Regions from separate parts of the Aedes aegypti genome. Here region 1 is linked to region 2. A link is a contact called in public Hi-C data. All regions are on one chromosome and are shown on one strand. Each heading gives the region's core, a stretch centred on a gene start, on an enhancer-like site or on the middle of the called end of the contact. The rest is flanking DNA. Distances are from core to core; before and after follow the strand shown.

What was found. Hi-C and Micro-C count contacts between places; a contact is called where the count stands out from the background.
Region 1: a contact with region 2 is called in a Hi-C map of whole pupa, with 2.8 times the contacts expected there. The contact joins two enhancer-like sites. A contact is called at or near these places in 2 of 2 Hi-C or Micro-C datasets (whole body and whole pupa).

Annotation. Positions count from the first base shown.
Region 1 is chr3:18,276,507-18,282,170 of AaegL5.0, forward strand. No RefSeq gene overlaps it. Among protein-coding and RNA genes, the nearest start is that of Trnas-aga, 15 kb to the left of the region's middle. Within about 2 kb of position 2,490, at least 3 of the 3 cell types and tissues checked have open chromatin away from gene starts, as enhancers often do.
Region 2 is chr3:18,230,522-18,236,125 of AaegL5.0, forward strand. No RefSeq gene overlaps it. Among protein-coding and RNA genes, the nearest start is that of LOC5569398, 24 kb to the left of the region's middle. Within about 2 kb of position 3,615, at least 3 of the 3 cell types and tissues checked have open chromatin away from gene starts, as enhancers often do.

The sequences.
Region 1 (5,664 bases), core at 1,240-3,739, 45 kb after region 2:
CATATATTGAAAGGCGTCGTAGCTAACAACATCAACATTTAACGCAAACTGTTGGATTGTGCATTGAATGCAAGGTGAGTGCTTCTACTAAACTGCCATATAAATTAACGTGTGAGTATGTATTTCCCCACGTAGAAAATGTGCACGACAATCTATTCGTTAGGGGGGTCTGTAGCCTTGAGGTTACGCTTTCGCTTCATTAGCGGAAGGTTATGGGTTCGATTCCCAGCTCCTCCACAAAAAAAACGCGTCCAGCCACCAGAAGACGCCTCACGGAGGACCGTGCTTTGGGGAGCACATCCATCCTCCGTCAGTATCAGATGGTGACTGAGACAAACTGACCCTCTTCGCAGGCAGCTAGCCTCACTAATAGCAGAGCTCTCTCCTCTGAAACTAGATGTAAATATAGCTAAGTTAAAAATAGAACTGTATCGATAAAGAAGCTACAGATCAACTGAGTCCGGCACAGTAGTGGCCACGAGCACGGAGTGCCTAAAAAAAAATCTATTCGTCAACAAAACGAACAATAATTGGTTGGTGTTCAGACAGACCGGACCGGATGATAATTTGGCATACTAAAGATACTTCGGAAACTCCATCAATTCTGATTCTTACAATGCTATTTTGATACAGATGTATCATCAATTAGATAAGTATCGCTAAAGTAAAACAATGCAAACATTTTGATGTTTCAAACGCCTAGCGTACATTTTTCTGAAACCATGAAATCATTCTTTTTTTTCTACTTCTCAACAATTTGTTAAGTTGGAGAACAATTCATACCAAATTCAAAATCTTTTCTTATTAAGCTAAGTTTGAGCAAATACCAATATTTGCCATTATACTTAACAATCCGTATTTCAAATTCTAAAAAAACTCATATACCATACAGTGAAATTTTCGAAACAATATAATGTCATATATTGTTTTGATAATTTTACTATATATTGTGTTGTGTTTTTACGTTTTATATTGTGCTGTTACAATAATTAACTAAATAAAGTCTTGGGAATATATGTAAGCCTAGGACAACATGAGACAAAAAAGTCTATAAAAAACATTTTTTTTATGAGTAGTTCTCACATGTTCAAGTACAGTTCTATCTATTATTTTGTCTTTCTGAGAGCTTTTTCAATAAGCTTTCAGCCCATGATGCGAATATATGGAGTCTTATCTTTTTGTCTATGATGAAGTGTCCTGAAAATTATATTATTCAAGTTAAATAAACAAAGTTCTTGTTGCAGGCAAGTGTTTCCCAAATTATATCTATTTTACTCAAATGTTCGATAAGAGACATGAATTCGCTAAGATGTAAGTCTCTATGAAGGGTGTTAATAGCTGGCCCTTTTATCGCACTATATATTTCCATTAATGTATTAAGAATCAAAACAAGAATTGTACAGAAATCGATACTTCACTACCTATCAATGGAAATGAAGTTGGGCGACATGCACTTTACACTAAGGATACGAGGAATGCTCACAGTTGTTCATCAGTGATCAAACAGTGTATAAAGATCATTGTATATATTCTGATTATCCAGTAAATTTTATTCAGCGTATACTTTTCAGAATTATCTCAATAGAAGTGTTTAGGAATGATGTACAGAAAAACCTCAGAATTATTGGCCACCTGGATCGCCCATAGTGCTACGGCCGAACTGACTCTTTTGCCCTCTACGCCTCCGGTGATGTGCTGCACGCATGTGTCACACACCCGTCACACCACATTTGTTGCAGCCGCTGAAGTTTCTCCGCTTCATGGAGATTGGAGGCGTGGTAAGAACCGAACGAACATCGGCGGCGCAACGACTGTGACCATCAGCGTAAGCGTGAGAGTATGAAATGAACAATGCCTACCAGGGTTGGAGACCGAGAGAAAGTGAAACGCTACGCGATAGGTTGCTTCTCCTCAAAGTAGGGGTGAAATGTTTTTGCCATGGCCACGAGTGCCGCCAGGTCGAAGATTGTGCATGACTTTCTTATTAGTGATCGATGCATTAGTTAATAATCTAATCGAACCGAGTACTTCAATGTTTGCTTCAACCTTATCACGCTTTTTAAAAAGGGTGAAATTGTTATCGATGCTAAATTGAGAAATTGTGATAAAAATTTCCTTACAAATTTTATCATATGCAAGCTGCAATGTTTTTTTTGTTGCTACACTATATATTTTACAATAAATGACAAGTTTTGCTGTTGGTTGAATTGAATAACATCATTGTTTGTCTGGCAAATCATGATTGTTGAATCGACAAAATATGATCATAAGATTAACAAGCTTCAAGAGATGAACTCAGCAAAAAGGTTTGTTGGATGAACTCTTCATAATTTAAGTGTGTGTATATGTAGCTAAATATCCAATTTAAAATCATTGAAATTTTGCATATATTTACAACTGCAATCGCAATACTTCCCAACACTAGTACATTCTTAGTAACATTTCACCATTCTGCTTACCTCCTCGAGAAACTGTTCTCCCATGCCCAACATATCGAGTTTAGTGGTGGTCAAAGAAAAATGGATCCCTGCCAGCACCACACGGAGGCGAAATTGATTGCGCACAGTTGCCGTTTTCGATGACTTCCATCACCAAATCAAAATTTCATTCGGTTTTTGAGCACTCTATCCACCTCTCTTTACACTGTATGCACCCTTTTGTTGAGTACCCCTAACTTTGTTGGCTTTCTCCTCCCCCTACCCACTCCCTTAAACAACGTAAGCACTTTTGAGTAGCGGAGGAGCATTTTCTCCTACTAAAACGGAACGGAACGAACGATTTCTTCCGAAGGGGCAATCGCTAGCGAGTCAGTGCGCCTGGTAGCATCGCAGCGGGAGACCAACGTCGTCGTCAGGTGATTATGAAAGTGGTGCGATTATTTTCGCTAAATTTGAACTCCTTCGAATCCTTCGTTCATCGTCGGTGTCGAAGCGGAGCGAATGCGCACTGCAGCGGCACCTTTCCGAGAAGGCAAGCATCTCACAGTCAATGTGATGGATTTTACTAAGGTGGCGCAGATCATTGAAGCGTGCCAATAGTTCTCTCTTTCATTCTCCCGCGGTTCTTATGCAGCGCAAATAGTGACGTCACTATTTGCGCTGCATAAGAACAGCGGGAGAATGAAAGAGAGAACTATTGGCACGCTTCAATGATCTGCGCCACCTTAGTAAAATCCATCACATTGTCTCACAGTGGCTTCAAAATTAGAACCATCAATTCGAACAATTTTCAAGATTTGGAGAACTGAACTGAACTGAAAGAATGATGAAAATGATCGATTGTCGACAAAATTATTTTTCTTAATTTTTTTAAGATTTTAACTAGGAATGTCTCTAAAGATGGATATATCTTTGGGAGCATTCCTAGTTAAAATCTCAATTACTCGAATTACTCGAAGATTTCTTCAGAAATTCCTATAGTAATTCTTTAAGATTTCTCAAGGAAGTCTTTAAAGATTTGTCCAAGTATTCTTCCAGGAATTTTTCAAAAATTTGAGAAAACATGCGAGAGGTATTACTAAAGCATATTATCAAGTAATCTCTAATGAAACTTGTGTAAATTTTAAAATCACCCTTGATGAATAAGAGTTACTAGAAGAACTCATAGATCCTTGAGAAAATTTTAGAAGTGTTTCTAGTTAAATTGTCAGAATGATTGAAAAAGAAAAAGAATCAATCAAATCTTGAGATAATAGCCTGCACCATTTTCTGAACTAACTCCTTGAAAAACATCGGACAGAACCCCTTAAAAAATGTGTAGGAGGAATTTTTGGAAATCTGCTGCAGATTAAATTAGTATGGAACCTTAAATAAACTTTTGTAGACTCCATGGGATTTTTAGAGAAATGTTTGGAAGAACTACAGTTGTAATTCTTCGTTGAAGTTCTGGTGAAATTCCTAGAAATAAATCTAGAGGAACTTCATGATCAAACACAGGGTCAAATTTGATGAATTTTTTGAAAAGTTCTTAATGGATTTTCTCGAATAACAACACGAGGATTTTTTTGATTTTTTTTTTTTAAAGTAACCGTGGATGAAATGACGCTGACATTATTGTTGGGTTGCTTGAAAAACTATAAGGGTACATCCCTATGAGGTTGTACGAACTGGTGACGTAGGACCACGATGGTTAATTTAACTGAATTTGATGTAGTTCTTGTTGCTCGTTTTGACTCCATACTGTTTTAAGTGCTCAAAAATTTCGTAAATATTTATGCATATAACGATTTGCAGCCAAGTGTACGTTTAATCATGTCCCAAATATACATTATCTTTATCCGATGAATTCGTCATATTTATCTATGAAAATGTGAAATTTCACTTCAGGTTGTATGATCATTTTGGAATTATATTAATAACCTCCTACGAAATATATGGTAGCATTGGACAGAACAGTAGTGATTGAGGCTTGTTCAGCATGCTGAAGTGAATTCTAAGTAATTCTAATTAAACAATATTTAACAGCAATTTGTCTATAGTAAGTTATTCGAAGATTATAATGAAAGCTTCAGTCATCGCTTTGTTGATCTTATGGTTTGAGAGAAATATTATTCATTGCTTTGCAATGTGATAAATAAAGTTGGAAATATTACTCTGTTAACTCTTTTACGCACATTTGGTGGCCCTGAAAAGAGCCAAAGGTTTTGTTAGCTCGGATGCTGTCATAGATGAATCGCACTACAGAATGTTATCAGTTGATTGCCATGGTTAAACGAAGAATCCTTAACGCAAGTGTATAAATTTGAATAAGTTCTCTGCTTATAAGACGAACCAGCTGATTGTTTTGTGGTGTGGATGGCACACATCAGCAACAGGTATTAGATCACACGGCTGAAGTCGAAATCTTAAAACGTAGCTTAAATTTGAAATCTTGAGCGATACCACAGGCTGGACGCTCGATTTGCACAATAAGAGTGGTTATGATGCCTAACGGGCTTGACTCTTGACTGCACCACAGATGGTGAGTTTATCACGAGCCGGAATCTGTAAGCGCAGGTCAATCCAGAAATCTTGAGCGATTTCACAAACTAGACGCTGAGCAACAGCTCAGCAGGCTTCTGTCTGCCTGGTGCTCCTCGCTAAGCAGGTTCGAAAGAGCTCTTACCAGCTCGAAAGTGAAAATGGAATGAAACCGAATCCAGCTTTAAACTCTTAGATAAGCAAATGATGCTCCTCCCATTCGTGCTCTTCTCTTCTAGTCGATCAATCTGGGAAATGGATATGTGCCAATAATGTGTTGGGCTAAGAATTACTTGAAAATTGCGGAAAATGATAATGCGTGAGAAATTGATCAAACATGAATAGTTGGAATGCTTGACATTTACCAAATATTCTATAGTTCACTATTGATAATCAATAGTTTTCTTTAGTATGAAGGTGAATTTCTGATGGATGGGTGTCAAAATGATGAAAATTGTTCAATCAGAATTTCTCTTCAAAAGCATTTTAAACATGTCGCAATTTTTTTTAAGCACTTTGTGCTCGTGGCCGATACTGTGCCGGAATCAGTTGATCTGTAGCTTCTTTGCTTCTTTACCGATACGATCTATTTTAAACTTATCTATATTTACATCTTCTTTCACTCTCGCTCTTGAAAACTTGGACTGTGACGCGGGTGCAAAAGCAAAGCGAAAATGACTCGCCTGATCGTGTTCACAGTCCGACC
Region 2 (5,604 bases), core at 2,365-4,864:
ATGTAAAAATATTCTAGTTTTCTTCGAAAAAACTATCAAAGTTACCCCGTTTTACGGTACCATAACTTGACGAAGGAGTTGAAGTAACACATTTACCTAGAGGATGTCCGTATAGCTCCGGTAGGCTTCCGTTGTCAGTTTTAGCGTGCCATTGTAATGTAAAGATATAACCGTGACCTGCACCACTATTGCTGATATAAGACCTTGGGAGAAACTTCAGTTGTTTTCGCCAGGTTTTTAGGGCGAATATCTTGTGCTTTCGCGTGCGCAGCCAATAATAGAAAATATGACATGTTCTGATAGGTTCTTCTTGTACATTATTCCATAATAAACACATGTATTAGGATACTCCTGGAATTTTAGAGCAAAATCTTCTGTAAGTTCATTGATACAGTACGCTAAAGTTGAAGATTTGATAAAAACAAAGAATTAATTGCAAATACAAGGTATACGTTGTATGAAATATACTGCAAAATCGTAATATTATTTTACATATCTTTATACAGCGTTTGGAAGCTCATTCAAAAAGCTTTCTGGGAAAAACAAAATTGAAATAAAAAATTGTACTTTTGTTCAGGTAAATGAGAGGACTACACTGAAAAAAAAACATATTCGATTTTTATCGAAACATTACACATCCCATACTTTTTTGTCCCAGGTTAAACTTTGTTTTTAATGGTATTTTAGGATGTAAACTAAGGGATCGTGATAAATTTAGCTGCACATATTTTTACTTTTTTTATTTAGGGCTTATTGACTTTTGTCAACATTTTTGTCAATTTGCCTTAAATATCAGCTATATCCCAGCTATATCCATTGCTCACCTAATTTGTATAGCCTATCTTACGCAATTTTTCCTCAGCTTTCTGATGGTGATCTCAGGATTCAAAACGAGCGGTGAATATGGTGAAAAATCGATTTTTCTAACAAAATTCAAGATGGCGGTCATTTTTTTAACTTTAAATGAAAGCTATATTCATTCTCTATAAGATGCCACTAAGGGGGGTATGTAGCCGTGAGGTTACGCTTTCGCTTCATAAGCGGAAGGTCATGGGTTCGATTCCCAGCCCCTCCACAAAAAAAAACCGTCCAGCCACCAGAAGACGCCTCACGGAGGACCGTGCTTTAGGGAGCACATCCATCCTCCGTCAGTATCAGATGGTGACTGAGACAAATTGACCCTCTTCACAGGCAGCTAGCCTCACTAATAGCAGAGCTCTCTCCTACCTGTTCGGTGTGAGAGTAAAAGAGTAGGAGAGAGTGAAACTAGATGTAAATATAGATAAGTTGAAAATATATCTGTATCGGTAAAGAAGCTACAAGATCAACTGAGTCCGGCACAGTAGTGGCCACGAGCACGGAGTGCCTTAAAAAAAAAAAAAGATGCCACTAATTTTGCTATGTGTTCCAAGGGAAATATGAGACATATCACGTAAAGAAATACCCAAGATTTATCAAAATATGGGCTTTTTCGCAAACTGTTTAGCCAGGATCCACCAATTTGAGAAAACCGAAAGGACCACCCTTAAGTTGCATCGAAAACTAGCGATCAGTGACATAAAATTGGAATTTTAACGATGGGTGTCTGCTATTATTGTTTTTCAGTGACCAACACATAGTTTCAATCTATCTGCAACACTGTCAAAAATATCGTATTGATAAATTTCCATTTTATCTGCTTAATTTAAAGCTAAATTCAACCCATCAGTGATATCCATAGTCTATCACCATCAATGCACTGGTGATGAAGTAGACAGCATGATGTTGATGTGATATGGAATGATCTGATTTGTATCGCAGTCGGCCTGTACAAATCAGCCAATATTAAGCATTGATAGTGACAGCGAGCAACTCTGATTTTGTCGCTTTCATCGATATTAAACAGATCTAAGAATGTTCAATTTTGAAGACAGACGATCCGATCCCAATCAGCATTGCCAGCCTGTGTTGGATCCGGATCGTACAACGGGTATAGAATCAGATGCAACAACATGAAGAGACTTAGATTTTTGGTTGAAGTCTCTCAAAACATTTTTGAAAAGTACAACTTGTCAGCATTGTTTCTTTCGGTAAGAAAAGCAGGCCGTTATGTTGTTCAACTTGGTGATAAAAAATTAGTCGATATGCAACGGAATTGCAAAAAATATACATTATTGAGGACGATATTTTGGAAGCCTCAAAATTAGATTTGCATTCGGATTAAAAAATATCAGGACAGGATCAAACTTATTCATCAAATTATCAGTAGTCAAAGCGACTTCAATATGAATATCAAAACATATATTTAAAGATTGCGATATATTTAGGCCCGAAAATTTATCTAACTGTTCAGCTATTGACAGTTCGGTAGAAAATTGCAGTGTCGAACTGTCACTTTCAACAAGGTTCAAAATGTAACAAGGATCAATAAGTGTTCATTTGATTACTGAAACATCCTCTTCTCTTCGTTTAAGCTATAGTCTGGTCTAGAGTTCATTGGAAAATTTCTACTTATATTCAATACTATCCTCTCAGTTCGATGTCGGTAGTCGATAAAAGCGGAAGTAGAAAGATTATATCACCAAAATTTTGGATGAATCGGCATCATAAAAATTTAATAATTTCAGTTTAGATATGAATAAATGGACAATGAATTTTACGTTTACAATATCGGGACCGCTTGTACGATCCAATACAAACGCTATTTAATGAAAAAAATAGAGTCACTGGTTTTTTTCAAAGCTCTAATATACATATACTAAAATTTCATATGTACATAAATCTACATTGAAAACTATAATTTGGATTCAAATGTTTTTATCTAAACTTGATGCGGAATTTATAACGACCCAAGTAATCCTACGTCAAATCACCAATTTCAGAAAATAGAAATTATCGTTGAATGAGTGGACGATAGGAATTTCTTCTGTGTTACGCCTGTTTGTATGTTGTTGTGTTCAGTGAATATAACATCTGTTCTCATATAAATAATACATAAGAAATTTATTGAAATGCAAATTTATTTTAATCAAAATATAATTATGTATACTTTTGCATACAGTAACGTCACAAGTCCCGGTGCACAATATTATTATTGTTAATGTTGCATGTGACCACAAATAATGTGTGTAATGTCGAATGCAACGAAAGTACACATTTACTTTCTCATTCACTCCTAAGCGCAGTCTTCACCGTTATGAATGGGCAAACACCCGTCCGTCCGTCCACAAGCGTAAGCACGCTTCGATGGCGTGCCGTCGCGGCGACGGGGGAGGAGACTAAAGTTGACTGCCCTCTCGACGGGGTTCGCCTCTTCTGCGCATCGAACCCTGGTGCAGACGACCGTTTTCCATCCAAGGACATTGCCATGTCATTGTTTAAGTGCAAACGGACCATAAAGTCGCCTCTCCGGACGGTATGTTTGCCTGGCAAGTGTCTACCCGACGGTAGGAACAAGAAAACGAAAGTGAAACAAAAAATCCCTGCTAAAGTGGCTCACGGTCATACTACGGGTTTGCGAGGGTCTCCCGTTCAAAGACGGAGACTGTTGTTTCCTTGACCGCGTCCTCGCACCACTTTTCCAGTGATATTGAACTTGAAATCACCGTCAAGGCAGTGGCGCGTGTGTTGGCCACGTATTGGGATCCCACGTTGAAAATCGCCACCAGAAGCTCTTCATTGGCAGCTTACCGTAATCACAATGTGCCAGTCGCACAAAATTCGATAGGAAATCTAATATTTGCTGGTTTTTGAGCGAAATTCAGTTTAAGTTCAAGGGATACTGACATATTTGACAGCCAAATTACTGACGTTGCTCACTTAACCGTGCATTAATTTGTGATTAACCCTATATATATATATTGAAATCTGATGGATTTTTAAAAATGACTTTTGACCAGCTGGATTCATAAAATATTCCTTAGTGCACCGTTTGTCTGTAACCACCCGTCTGGTTGCTCTTCCGGGTCTGCGATCCTATCAGAAAAGAGAATCTTATGACGTGACGAAAACGTGACGACGACTGCTCTCTTGCCTGATTGCACAGTGCCACAGTCGTGTGGTCGGCGTGGGATTTGCCGCCGCCGGAACTTTTTATAGGTGCGAGTTGCCTTCCCCACGTTCCTGTGACCCTGGTAGGGAATTATGAAATTTACGCGCGAAACCCGTTTACCGACTTGGTGCCGTGATGCGCGCGCTCCACTCACAAGACTGCAAGCGTGTTGTTTTACGGGTAGCTCGAGCTCGAGGTGTGTGAGCCTGGTACCAGGCGCATTCGAAAAGATGCTCACAAGTCACAAACTAGAGCGCGCGCGAATCGAATCAGTCCCGCCCCGAAGCGCTAGTGAAGCGTTTTTCGTTTGCGTAGAGGGTGATGAAATTGGTTTGCGCTTCAGAGTTCAGACATACCAAGGGCGTCATTCGCGGTTTTGTTGTGCCAGGGTAGAATATCAGTGAGATGCGAGTTACATTTTTCAGTTTACCACGTTGTACACGCTTCGTGTCGATAGAGGAGCATTCGTGTCTTATTGACAGTGCATTTTTGGCCTGTCGTTGGCCGCAAAATCGGTGTGCTTTACGTTTCACTTATTACGGTACTATGACCGTAACGGTTACTGTAACTATAACGAAACGATTATTAGCTCCATCCATTACTCTATTGGTGTTATATTGTAATTACAATGAAGTGACCAGATATATCCCTCCAATGCGGGATATACATTAATTAATTTAAAACGTTTTCAGCAACTTCACAGTATACTATGCATCAACTATTTCACGAACATTGCATTACATTACATATGTTAAGACGAAATAGGCCGTCATTTAAATTTGTAGTGCTTAGCTTTGTTTATCTGTAACAAAAGATCATAAAAGCAGTTATAAAATATTTCGCCACATTGACAGAAAATTCGAGCATCCTCATAGTTTAAGGAAGAAAAATAAATAGAAAAAGAAAATGAAAACTTAGCGTTGATAATTTTCATTAAAATCGATAATTTGAAATAAATTAAAATAACAGGTACTGTAACCCTTCCTGATCTTTAAACATTTCATAGAGAAAAGATTTCCTTTGGCAATTGTTAGTTATTTAAAGTTCTATATGAAATATGTGACAAAACCATACATAACCACAAGATCGATAATTTAAAAAAACCCGAAACATGCAAAGGAAAGAAATACTTAAGGTGATTGTAAAACGAAGCCAAACTTTGAATTTTCAAGTGCACAAGGCTGGAGAATCCGACAACCGTTCCCGTTGAAAATCGATCAAATTGCTTGCTTGCTGGTAGTGACCAATCGGATAAATTTACAATTCGGAGCGCTGTTTGGTTCTCAAAACTTGTGCTCTTGAAAATTCAAGATGTGGCTTCGTCCTATAATCATAACAGAAAACATAATTTATTCAAACGTATAACAAAAGTTTGTTATTTTTGGACAGACAGATATTGAGACTGGATTGAAAAAAAAACTTTGCTACAGTTCATGCTCAAAACATGAATGTTTCTATTATAATATACCTTCTAGCTCGATTTTCTCGAAATGTGTGAATTGTTAGATAGGTCTTTTTTAAATTTACGCGAGATATCACATTTTTGTCACACTGTTATAGATAACGCAAATAGA